3 separate regions of the Danio rerio genome follow, and all the other regions are linked to region 2. Evidence: chromatin contacts called from public Hi-C and HiChIP or PLAC-seq data. All regions are on one chromosome and are shown on one strand. The core of a region is the stretch at or near the end of the contact, and the rest is flanking DNA. Distances in the headings are between cores, read along the strand shown. Region 1 holds the start of chd7 (chromodomain helicase DNA binding protein 7). Region 2 holds the start of ralab (v-ral simian leukemia viral oncogene homolog Ab (ras related)). Region 3 holds the start of rab2a (RAB2A, member RAS oncogene family).

The links. A called contact is a pair of places that touch in the nucleus more often than the background predicts. HiChIP or PLAC-seq counts read pairs in DNA pulled down with a chosen protein or histone mark.
Region 1: a Hi-C map of hematopoietic stem cells shows a contact between it and region 2, with 2.9 times the contacts expected there. The contact joins the promoter of chd7 here to the promoter of ralab in region 2. A contact is called at or near these places in 2 of 18 Hi-C or Micro-C datasets (hematopoietic stem cells and an unstated tissue) and 2 of 4 datasets of contacts at active chromatin or transcription factors (embryo and gastrula embryo).
Region 3: a contact with region 2 is called in an H3K4me3 HiChIP or PLAC-seq map of gastrula embryo, with 4 times the contacts expected there. The contact joins the promoter of rab2a here to the promoter of ralab in region 2. A contact is called at or near these places in 3 of 18 Hi-C or Micro-C datasets (caudal fin and embryo) and 2 of 4 datasets of contacts at active chromatin or transcription factors (caudal fin and gastrula embryo).

Annotation. Positions count from the first base shown.
Region 1 is chr2:25,048,356-25,052,441 of GRCz12tu, forward strand. chd7 (chromodomain helicase DNA binding protein 7) reads right to left here and starts at 1,736. Exons shown (of 38, transcript XM_692864.9): 1 at 1,483-1,736. It overlaps rab2a (RAB2A, member RAS oncogene family), which reads right to left. Exons shown (of 8, transcript NM_201454.2): 8 at 2,774-4,086.
Region 2 is chr2:24,844,780-24,848,901 of GRCz12tu, forward strand. It overlaps ralab (v-ral simian leukemia viral oncogene homolog Ab (ras related)), which reads right to left and starts at 2,618. Exons shown (of 5, transcript NM_001007321.1): 1 at 2,512-2,618.
Region 3 is chr2:25,074,991-25,079,010 of GRCz12tu, forward strand. rab2a (RAB2A, member RAS oncogene family) reads right to left here and starts at 2,411. Exons shown (of 8, transcript NM_201454.2): 1 at 2,136-2,411. The coding sequence starts at 2,181. LOC141378050 (a long non-coding RNA gene) reads left to right here. Exons shown (of 2, transcript XR_012391490.1): 2 at 1,181-1,320. It also overlaps a transcript of ca8 not described here.

The sequences.
Region 1 (4,086 bases), core at 486-2,985, 200 kb after region 2:
AAACGATTCTTTGTTGCAGTTTCAGGTTTAAATAACATTTAAATCAACTTTAAAACGCCAAGTCGTGTACTTTTGTTCATTTTTAACAACAAAACACGCACGCGTGTTAAAACTCGTATCAAACCCTATATTGGAGTAAAAGTAAATTTTTTTCCACTCTTCGTGACTTTTAAACGCTGTAAATTAAACAGGTGCTTTTTAAGTTTTCTGCGCGTATTTATTACGCAGATTAGCTAATAAAGGCAATTTTAACTTGATAGAAAACAAAATGTAAACTTTTCAAAACAAGTAAACATGTCCAATAATAAACCAGGTGCGTTTTCCCCCAGTTCCCGATCCCCCTCCCTTTAAACCGTCTACCTGTTGAGGGGCCAAAGGGACAAAAGAAACGTGTGATGAGTTGTGTCCAGCTAGCTAGTTAGCTTGTTGTGAGACAATGAAGTCGACGCTGTCCGTCTCTTAGCAGATCGGCCACTTCCAAGCAGCTAATTACCCCAGCGCACGCCTGCCTCTGAACGCACTTCTCCCAGCCGAGCACTCGATCAAAATAACACAGATTGCCGAATCCAGAGCACAAGCAGCACACGTGAAGTGTGTTTATCAAAGTATGTTGAAGTTTTGACTTTCATAAACGGATAAAAAAAAGAAAACGAGGGGTTGACCATCTGGCCTCAAGCAACCTTCCATGGTATCTATATTGTCCTTCGGACAAGCGCACTTTCCGACACGCTTTGCTGTTTCCACACGCTATTTCGAGCATCATCGAGCGATAAAAGGAAAAACACAATTACAGCAACTTTGGCGTGATTCTTACTTGCAGTTTTGTGCGCTTGAAAACTATTTAATAAGTGTAATTGTTGATAGAAGGGGTCGGGGATCTCCCTCATTCAGCTCGGCCAATGACTCACCTCTAACGTTACGTTCAAACCACCTCGTGTCTCAACAATTAGCTAGCTAACGAACGCTTACTTTATACGCTTTTGAAAAAAATAGTTTTACCCATTAACGTTATAATATGAAGTGTACAAATGTTGTCTTACAACTTGAAAGGAAAAAGTCCTTGTATCCAATTTATCTCAAATATTTATCGCTTCCACTCCTATAGGGATCCGTGCGGCTCTATACAATGCAGTGCGCGTGAGCTAAATGAGCTAATGTTAGCATGTGCTCGAGCTAGTTTGAGATTCTTCGAGAAGTTAAAATGCCAAGAAACGAAAAAGCCAACGTGTGGTGTGTGTTCTTCCAGCGAAACATTTAATTGAAATAACTTTTTTGCCGTTTTAAAACACCGTTTTCACCGCGAGCACCACCATGGCTGAAAACAAGTTAAATGGCACTCAAAAACAGTTTTCTCACAATGAAAGCACATGTATAATTGTACAAAAACGCAACAAACGCCTGGGACTATCTAATAAGTTTGTGTGCGATTGATAAAGTTTGTGGATTCGTGTCGTATCGTTAGAAAGAAAGGCAAATGCTTACCCAACTCAACGCGGGTCAGTTTAGGGTTTTCGCCAATTAACTCCTCTTCGTATATCCAGAAAATCCGTTTAAATACGCGAATAACTGTCGAAATTCAAATAGTGCCGATGAAGTCGGCGTCTCAGCGTCCCGTCCTCGCTGACTCTGCTTCTCTCCTTTGTGTTAATTTCACTCAATTCGAGTTTAATCCGATCGATCCGGGCAGTCGCGTTCTCGTGTCCTCTCCTCTAGACACTCGCGCTCGCTCACCTTCCACAGGCAGGGGGCGCGTGCATGACTCTTACTGGATAAACATGCGTGCGCGTGAGTGACCTCGCCGGGCTGTGACGCAAGTGCCTTTTCTTTTATTTTACAGGTCTTTATAAGCATTTATTTGAAAATAATTGTCTCGGATAAACTTTTATGAATGGGCTTCTTCTATAAATGTTGTTTTGAGACTTCGTTATATTATATTTAAGAATTTTCAAGGAAAATAAACATTGTGTATATACACACTTGCTGAAATGTTGTAGGTTCAGGGGAATGTTTGTTTGCTGACTTAAGAAGTCATGTAAATATCTTTATGTATTGTTAAAACACGAAAAAGTGTGTTTTACTGCAATGTAGTGAGTGAATGTGTTTCACATTTTAAAAAGATTTAGGTACAGCATGATGAAATTGCTTTCTTGAATCTGATTAACTTACTACATTTACATTCATTACTCTACAGCTCAAATAACTATACCGTTGATAAACAATGGCATCAAAGCCATACGTAAACAAGGTGAATTTACCTGAAGCGTAAAGCAACCAATCCCTGTTGGCGCCTGTAGCCCGGATGTTCAGGCCTGTCCTTGATCTAAATGCCTGCAGACCGTAATAAACTGAGCATTTCTTTGGCGCCATTACATGTTTTGACATTAAATGTAACACGTTGCGGAGTTGTGTTTGTAAGATTATTTAACTGTAACGCCATTTTCTAAACAACTATGAATATTTATTTTTGGTAAAAAATATAATTAGTATTAAGTTAAATGCTTTTAGTTGTTCCAGACAGCTATGAAAGAAAGTTCTTTCAGAAAGTTCAGACAATGATCATTGGTTAAAATAATAATTTAATTTATGATTTAATCAGCGATATTCCATCTAATATTGACTTACAGCTAAGTTCCAGGTATTTTTATTGTCATCTAAAAATCAACGCGTCTAAAACAAATTGCTGTAAAATAAATTAAGTTAAAATAAATGATGAATGAATGTCATCTTCATAATAAATGAACTCCCACACATACATAAGCAAGCAAAAACACGCTGAGTTTAGAAGGTTTTATTATATTTTTTTCGTGATAGCATTTAATTTTGAGAACACAGCAAATAAAGTTGAGGGTCACAAAGTTACTCCAGGTTTGGCTTTATCACACCCCTTTCACAACAGACAAGATGTTCACCATATATTTATTTATTAACAACATAGTGCCAAGAGAAAGCAAGTCTTTACACAATCACTCAGACACCTAAATTAATGTGGATCTGCACTGACGTTACACTGCGGACTGAATTGGAGAAAAAATGAACTTTAAAGACAGGAAAGAAAAACAAAACTCTTTATATGCATACAGATGCATGCATACGTGACGACTTGTATGGATGTATAGGCATAGGTATGTATGCGTGAGTGTCTGTCTAATGGATAAGTGAGTCTAGCGTTATCATATGCAATATGCGATTGCACGTCAATCACTGAAATGATCCTGCGGAACATGAATATGTTATTTCTGTTGACGTCCCAAAATCCTTTTAAGGCAAACAGCAGATCTAGTTCTGGAGAGGTGATCCATAACTGGAGCCATGATTTTTAGAACACAGGTAAACACAAATTTGGCATTAAAATAGGTATATAGAGCCATAGTTTCTATACAGAGAGGAGGTTCGGAGGGGGCACGAATACGAGGGGTCAAGGCAGATGGCAGGACCAAACTAAAACAAATGAAGTAAAAGATTACCTTAAAATGGTGTCAAAGCAGGTTTTTGGAAATATCGCAATACTGTTGCAGTTTTTCAAGCTCTATTCATACAGTATAGAATTTAAGCAAATTCATTACAGAATTCTAGCTCGGTCAACGTACACCAAAGCAAGAAATGATAACTATATATACAGAATGTGAATGATAAATACAGATTTAAAACAGTCCTGCTTCTTTTTCTTCACTTTGATAACACCCGTTCCTTTTTTATTAGATTTTTTTAGACCAGCTCTACGATCCTTTTTATTTTGACTTCAGGGTTTACCACAGTTTTCATTGAGATCACCCACATCAACTGATTAAAATACTATAGATGACTTTGTAGTGTTTAATACAGTTCAAACGGGCAAAAAACAAAAACAAACAAAACAAACAACTTGCTGAAAAAAAACAAAAAACAAACATGAATAGATTTACCATATTAACTCCAAAGCTCCTGCCTTTTTCCTTACTAGTAACCATATAATGTCTGCTGCAGCCCAAACAGGCTTCAGGAGTTTGTCAGGAGGTTTGAAGAGGACCTGGACTTTATAAATATACTTGTTTTTTTTTTTTTGTCGTTTTTGTTTTTGGACAGCCATCTAATATATGATCTGAATCC
Region 2 (4,122 bases), core at 1,368-3,867:
ACTTCCTGTTTGTTTGTTTTTTTTTTTCAGTTAAATTTTCAGATTACATATATCTTAGGAAATGAGCGTTGCTAACATATTTAATCACGCTGCTCTAACTGTCCGTTTTGACAACAAACAGAAATGTTGAGCAGGAGGAGTCTGTTAGTTTGTAATAACTGTCCTGTAACCCTTTTGCTGATCTTTCTGAATGAAATGCCTACTGTACTACATTAATTCAAATACGGTAGAAATTTAAAGCCACGCCCACTGTTTTCTCATTTAATATTATGTTTCTCTAGGAACTGCATCACAATAAAAAAGTAATAGTAATAAAAATAGTTGCCGCTTCTGGTTCCTTGGGACTTTAAGGTTACTTTTGCATGAAAAGCTGTTGTACCCCTAATTATTGTTTTTAGTTTTTTTTTTCTGACAATATAGCTAACACACAGTAGTTCACCTAAAATTGAAAAGTTTCTTCACCATTTATTTACACTTAAGTGGTTCACTTATATTTCTTCCTTCGTCATGGTCGCTGACATGCATAGTAGAGCACAAAAAGTACTGTGGATGGCTGCTGCTTAATTCAACATTCTTCAGAATATCGTCCTTTGTGTTCAACAGAAGAAAGGAACTCAAACAGGCTTAGAATGAGTACATGATAACAGAATTTTTGATTTTTAAATCACTTTACAAAATATATAAATAAAAGAGACTATCATCAAAAACCTGCACATGCATTAGATAAACAGAGTAGTCTATTATTACAGTAAATGATGACATAATTTTAATTTTCAATCCCTTTATTGCAGATTCTGTAACAGCCTTCATCTACAGGGTGGGACAATAAGCAAGGTAAGTTTTCACTTACAGCTCAAGGGAATCACCAATTTGATTAGGCATGGGCCGATTACCATATTCAGGTATTCCATGGTTTGGTTTGGTTAAAGTTAAGGCTTTAAAACTGCCAAAATTTCCTGCTATAACGTTCCTTTGGAAAAAAGTAAGATTTTTTTAATGTTTTGTATAAAGTGTTTTAGGACAACACTGTCTCCAGCAGAAAAGAGATCCATTAATTTGTAAAGAAATCTGTGTTTTTTTTTATTTTATTTACCCTGACATGTTTACTGCTCCAAAATATTTTACATTTTTCTCTAATTAAAATATTTTTGTTCAAAGGTAGAAAAAGTTTGTTTTTTACGCAGACATTTAAAAAGAACATATATTTTAGAGCAGCAATACTGTGAAACCGTGATTTTTTTTTTAATCCAAGGTTATCAAACCGTAATATTCCTATATGCCTAAAACGTGATACTGGTCAAACAGATTTAGTTTTTTTTCTGTGCAATTGTGTTCGTTTTGTGCATTTGAGAGCATCAAAGGTTTCTATTTACATTTTTTTCTCATTATGCTCAACAATAGCAATTACAGATATAATTTTTTCTTTAATAAAATGAGCAATCAGAGCTATTAACATTAGTTATAATCTGCTCAAAACACATTTTTGTGCTGGGTTTACAAATTCCATCACAAATTCTCTTATTATTGATACATTATACAATGTATCTTCACTAAAATCCTGTCATCAAGGTCTGTTATAATAATTTAAATCTGTAATTATTATAACAGAGTTTGATAACAAGATTTTAGAAAAGATAACAGAAAAAGCTGTATGACAATATTAAAGCTGTATCTCATAGATTTAGAATGTTTTTTTTCTGTAGCTACATGAAGACTAGCAGCATGTACAAGCAACAAAGTTTCAAGCTTGCTTATGAATGCTTCTTTTAGATATGACACTTGACTGGCCCAGAGCAGAGGATTGCTTTGATTTGACTACAAGCATTTCAATGTAAATTGACATTCACTACACAACAAACTATAATGCAAAAGTTCACGTACAGCAACACTCGTGTAAGATAGGTTGCATCTCCTGCTGCTGGTACATATGAATGGTGATTAATATTAGGTTCAAAACTTGTCCATGACTCGTTTCTCCCAGATAAGTGCTACACTCCCCAACAATTAAACGACAGCCTGCATGCGCGTGATATTTGACACCTGTTCCGTTGGTACATCTGTTTACATGAAAACTACAATGAACTGGTTTAATATTTACACATAAGTGAATTATTTTAATCAACATATTTTAATCATTATCATTTCGCCCCAGTCGCATCATTCAAACAGGAAATCCCGACAAATTCAAGAGTTCACAGAAAGAGCTTATGACTGCTGATGAGCTAGCAAGCTAAATCCGTTATCGTTATTTCGAAATGAAACGTAGTACGAGCTGTTGTACTTCACTTGGTCATGGGTGTAAAATCATGAGTGATTTTCCTGTATTATTTAAATACACGAAGTGCGTTAAACATCACTTCCGTGTTTATAGAGGATTTCGTTTTAGCACTTTGTAGCTAACAGAGAAACGAGTTGCCCGAGTACTACTAAGTGCTATATCCGCAGCTAAGCAAGTAAACGAGTTGTGTTAGCGCAGTAAAAGTTGTATTATAAGTGTTTACAGATACTCACCAAATAAACAGGCACTGGTGTGTTGAAGGTGTTGTTAGCTTTGCTGCTACGGCAGATTTGTTTTGCTCAGTGCATGATGACTCAGAGAAGGGAGCAGCACTGCTGACAGCCTCGGCTGACTGGGCTTGGTCTTCCTCACTCGGACTAAGAATTTACTTCTGAACGGAAAGAAATGTTGTTAATGTATGCGAATATCTAAACTAGTCAACGCCACGAAACTCGATGGGTTACGTCTCAGACTTGCGTTACTTTCTAAGATACAAAACCGTTTTAGTGTTGTCTTGCAACTTTTTAAATTATTACAATGACTCCATACATATAACGTTACTGGACGGGGTTTACTGTAGACACAATCTAGCATCTGCTTTTAGTCATCTTTACCAGAAAATTGTCCGCCTAGAGGTCTCCTACTGTACTAGCAGGAAAGCGCTCGAGCAGCCAACAGTATGAAGCTGAAGTTCCATTGCTCACGTTGTTATGTACTTAAATCATGATTTAAACTTACCAGTTAATCTCAAACATTCATCGATTCATTTTCCTTTGGCTAGGTTCCTTTACTTATCAGGGATTGCCACAGCGGAATGGACTGCCAATTTATCATATGTTTTACACAGTGGATGGCCATCATGCTGAAAAATCCAGCTTAAACCAGCCTAGGCTAGTTGGCTTGTTTTAGCTGGTCAACCAGCCTGGTCTTAGAGGGGTTTCAGCCATTTTCAACCTGGCCTTAGCTGGTCAGGCTGGGAGATCACCAAGTAAAACCACCCTATAGGTCATTTTTTAGCCTGACCAGCTATGACCAATGGCAAATGGCCAAAACCCCTCTAAAACTATGCTGGTCAACCAGCTAAAATCCATCAACCAGCCTAGGTTGTTTTAAACTGTTTTTTTTTTTTTCAGCAGGGCTTCCAGCTGAAATCCAGTGTTGTGAAGCATTCATACACACTCATACACTACAGCCAATTTAGTTTATTCAATTAAGCTATATCGGACTTTGGGGGAAACCAAAGGACCCGGAGGAAACCCATGTGAACGCTGGGAGAACATGCAAACTCCACACATATGCCAACTGACTCCAACTAGCTGCCTTCTTGCTGTGAGGTGACACTGCTAACTACTGAGTCACCGTGCTGCCCTCATCTCAAACAGAATAACACATTTCTCTGTCTAATATTCATTGCAAAACATGCAAGTTGTACATTTATATCCAAATCAGTTCTCTTTTCTGAAGGATTTCTAAAATAATTTTTAGTCAGTTATATGTCTTGGGGTCATTTTGAGGGTATGAACTCATTTCCACCAAAGTTCACACAAGTGTAGCTCACAATAAAGGTGCATTAATAAGCAACATTTGAAAAGCACTTTCGACCAGTATCAGACCAAGGCCCAGCACACTTTTGCAGCCTATCAACAGTTGGGTTTTGGGTGTTTGATCTTTTTTATTTATGTAGGTGCATGCGTGTGTAACATTGTAACAATACCAGCTATCAAAAATATAGGGTTGGTATTTCTGAAAGTCAGGAATAATTGGCTTCTATGGACACTTTGGCTGCACACCTTAAATAAAAATATGACAATAATATTTGGAAATGCTTTGATTAAATCAATTGA
Region 3 (4,020 bases), core at 1,161-3,660, 230 kb after region 2:
ACAGTCGTATATGTGTCCCACACTGCTAAAAACACTATTAGGACACCTATATTTCACTAAAAAGTGTAAATTGGTTGTTTTTGCGTTATTTCAAGCAAATTCGTACTTCCTGTTTGAAACGAATTTTTGAAGCTGCGTCACGGTCATGACATAATAGCGTGTATTCCAGCATGCAGACTGGGCGTCTGTGCCTGAGTGAGTCTTATTACGTCTTACAGTGTGATGCATTAATGCATTAGTAAGGCTTGGTTCAAACCAATCAGCGAGCTCTATTGTGCAACTTCATTAATATTCATTTGTGTCACCGTGTTTACACCACAAAGACGCCACGTTGTGTTGACAAAACAAGCGTGAAGTGTTGCTTTTATAGTTTGCTGCCGTTAAGTTTCGTTTTCATTTTCTCTCTGTGAGAGCTCAGCTGGATCACGTGTGGATTAACAGTGTACGCGACGCTCGACAACAATAACTTACGTGTCTAAGGGGGATTATTGTTTACCTGAGAGCTGTTCTCATCTGCAAACGCTGAAATCTGGATTTGCTTGTAGTATTCTCTCCATAAAGACGCGGCTCTAGTTGCTGGTGATTGTCCTGTCTCTACAGATTTGGTAAGTGAGCGACCAGTGCTCTTTGTTTATTCAGTTTGTTCATATCGAATTAAGTTAACTATAGCACTGAGTGCAGAAATGTTAGCACCGCATTTAGTGACCGAAATAACACACGCGGCTTTCTGACGCTGCCTGCCGTGTGCATCTAAGTTTCCGGGAAATGCGGAGTTTTTTTTCCCTCTCATTCGCCGTGCGGTATCAAACATTGCATGAAAAATACACGCTTAGAGCAGATCCTCGAATCAAATATCTCGTTTGTCGCGAGAGGCATGAATGAATTCCCTGAATGAAAGAGCCAAACTGCAGTTAAAGTCCAACATTTAATAATTTGGCAAATAATTCGACTACAGATGTCCATGTAGGTTAAACACCATCGCTTTCTCCTGTCTGTGTGGGTGTGTATTTTGACTCTGAAACTCGCGCGTGCACAAATAGACACTCCCACACCATCCCACTTTAGTTCCTCCGACACTCCCCCCTAAACAGAGCTGGACACGCCCACTTTTCTGACTTTTTCGAAAGTGGAGGTGTGAAAACACCCTGCTGAAACGAGGGGGTTTCATGGCCCTTTAAAGGGACTACTAATAAAAATGAGCCAGTTTGGATAAAACTGACCCATTTTTACCATGTTATTTTGTTTTGTGTATTATTAATGTGCATTACACTTGATTAAATGAACAAAAATTAATAACTTGGAACCAACTAATACCAAAAATCATGTGGACATCTTATTAACGCAGTATTTATGCTATAATCCAAAAAATGTTTATGGGAATAATCAGAATCATCTGTGTAATGAGAAAAAAAAAAACTATACTAAGGCAGAAATGCATTGACTGTTGTTGTCGTATGTCTTGAGGAAAGGCCTTCAGTGACAGAAATCTGATGAGAACACTAGCAGGCCACAAATATGCACAGACATTATATGGCCCTGACTAATAAACGTGTCACTTTTATTAATGATACAAACTCGTTTCTTTTATAGCAGTCATTACTTATTAAACGTTCTGAAGAAGAAAAATGCAGCGGAATCAACGCCATTTTCAGAAAGAGTAAATAGCTGCTAGCGATGTTGGCTATAGCTAGCCAGGCTGCTTTTGGCCTTTAGATTAGCTGGACTCAAGAAAGATGTAAGTGAAGGAAGCAAACTCTCCGTCAGACGCACTGACAGGTACACAGCATGTTGCTTTTTCGCTCAACGTGTCATGCTAACAGAAAGCAGAGATTCTGCAGTCGTTATCGAGGCGGACAGCTGATATGAAGCAGCGTTTAGCCTGTCTGCTAACTCCCCCACCCAGCGGAAAACAAAAGACCGTGACAGCCTTTTAACTGCACGCCGCTGTCGTGACATAAAGCACACGCTTGGAAGTTGACATAAAGTGTGCGATAAAACGTAGCCCAGGAGCTAATGAGGCAGATGGAGAGACAAAAACAGGCTGTCAGATGTTTCTCCCACCCCTCGCGCCTCTGCTTGAACCACGTCATTAAGTCCAACACTGCGGAAATAAGCGAGTCTCGGCCGCTGCTTACCCGTGTCTCCGATGATGATGTACTTGAAGAGATACGCGTACGCCATGGCCAACCGCTCCCGGATCAACCTGTTTTGGCCTTACTAAAATGGCTCCGTGAAGCTAAAACCGCTGGGAAAGCGTGTGTGCGAGATATGCCTCCGCTAAGCCAGCCCTTTTCTCTCTTCGACGGGAAGGAACAATAAACACCTCGAGCTCCAGCCGGCCTACGTCACACGTCCCGCCTTCGCCACGCACGCAGAACAGAAGAGGATCTGCTGGACCTCACCGGAAGTTGGCTCACCTCACCGCGATGTGTCAGGTCAATGTTCGCCCTCAGGGCAGAGAGACAGTTTGGGTTTTTAGTTGTGATGTTTAAGGAGGCTTATTTTTCTCTAAACACATCAAAAGGATTTATTAGCATTTTAAAAGTTTCAAGCCTTGTACTGATATCTTAAAAGCCATATTGGGTGAACTGATTAAGTGCCTATCCGTTAACTGAGGTTGCAATTCACACAGGCTTATCAAAATTGTACAGAAGATTGGAAAAATGTTGTCTGGTCTGATGAGTCTTGATTTCTGATGCAACAGGCTCAGAATTTGGCTTCAACAACATAAGAGCATGGCAAATCTGCAGCAACTGCATGATGTTATCATGTCAATATGGACCAAAATCTCTGAGGAATATTTTCAGTGCCTTGTTGAATATATGCCACAAAATATTAGGGCAGTTCTGATGGCAAAGGGGGTCAAACCTGGTACTAGTAAGGTGTACTTAATAAAGTGGCCAGTAAGTGTATATTGCATATTGCATACATTCAAAATGTAAAGACGCGCAATAGGATTCCTTTAAAGATTAAGCTCACTCCAAAATCAAAATACTGTCATATTTGCTCATCCTCTCTCTCAAACCTGCAAGAAATCCATTAATTTAAAAAACTTTTCCTTAAAACAAGCAAAATAATCAGCCAATGGTGTAATCAAAATAATAGTGTTTTCATTTTTTTACATTTTTTTTGCTTACCCCACTGCCAGATTAATTTATGAAAAACTCACTTAATTTTTAGAAATTATTTCTGAAAACAAGGCGATACTTTTTTTTTACTTGTCTAGGAAATAATTTTTTATTTTATTTTTTAGATATTGGAACTAACAAGAAAAGCATTTATTAATATGCGGGTTCAAAAATATTTAAACATTAAGAAAATCAACTAAAAAGTTCTCTAAATGTAGTGTTTAATGCACATTAAGCAAGAAAAAAGGATTTGATATATTTAAATTATGAAATTTACACTTGTCAGTCATTATGAACAAATTCAGAATTAGTTTTGATTTGAAAAAAAAAACCCAAACCAAATCAGTCAGGCCTGGTTGGTACCATGACGCTGATTATCAATCTTTTCTGTGTGTATTCCAAACGGTTGTAGCACCCTCCAAAGGGCACTTCAGAAAGAAAACAATCATGGCTGCCATAGTTTCTATCCAAATTGAAGTGCTCAAAACTGGCTACTTCAAAGGACCCTTTGAAGGATTTTGAGGGATAAAACTGATGGATGCTTTGAGCAGGGAAGTTATTTGGTGTCCCACACTGCATTCATTTCAGAAGGGCTCATACCTATGCTCTAATCCAGGGAGTCAAACTCAGTTACTGGAAGACTGGAGCCCTACAGAGTTAAATTCCAACCCTGCTACAACACACTTAAGCCGCAGTCAAACTGGGTTTTGAGCATGTCCAATTCTGTTGTACAGCGGGGTAAAACATGTCAATGGAGCAAAAAGTGCTTTTTTGTTGCAGTTTTGGAACCCATTAGAAGTGAATTCAAGCTTTGATTCTGTGTTCAGGAAAAGCCTGCACATGAATGTTACATCATTATTAAAGAGCCAATCAAATGCCTTGAAACTATGAT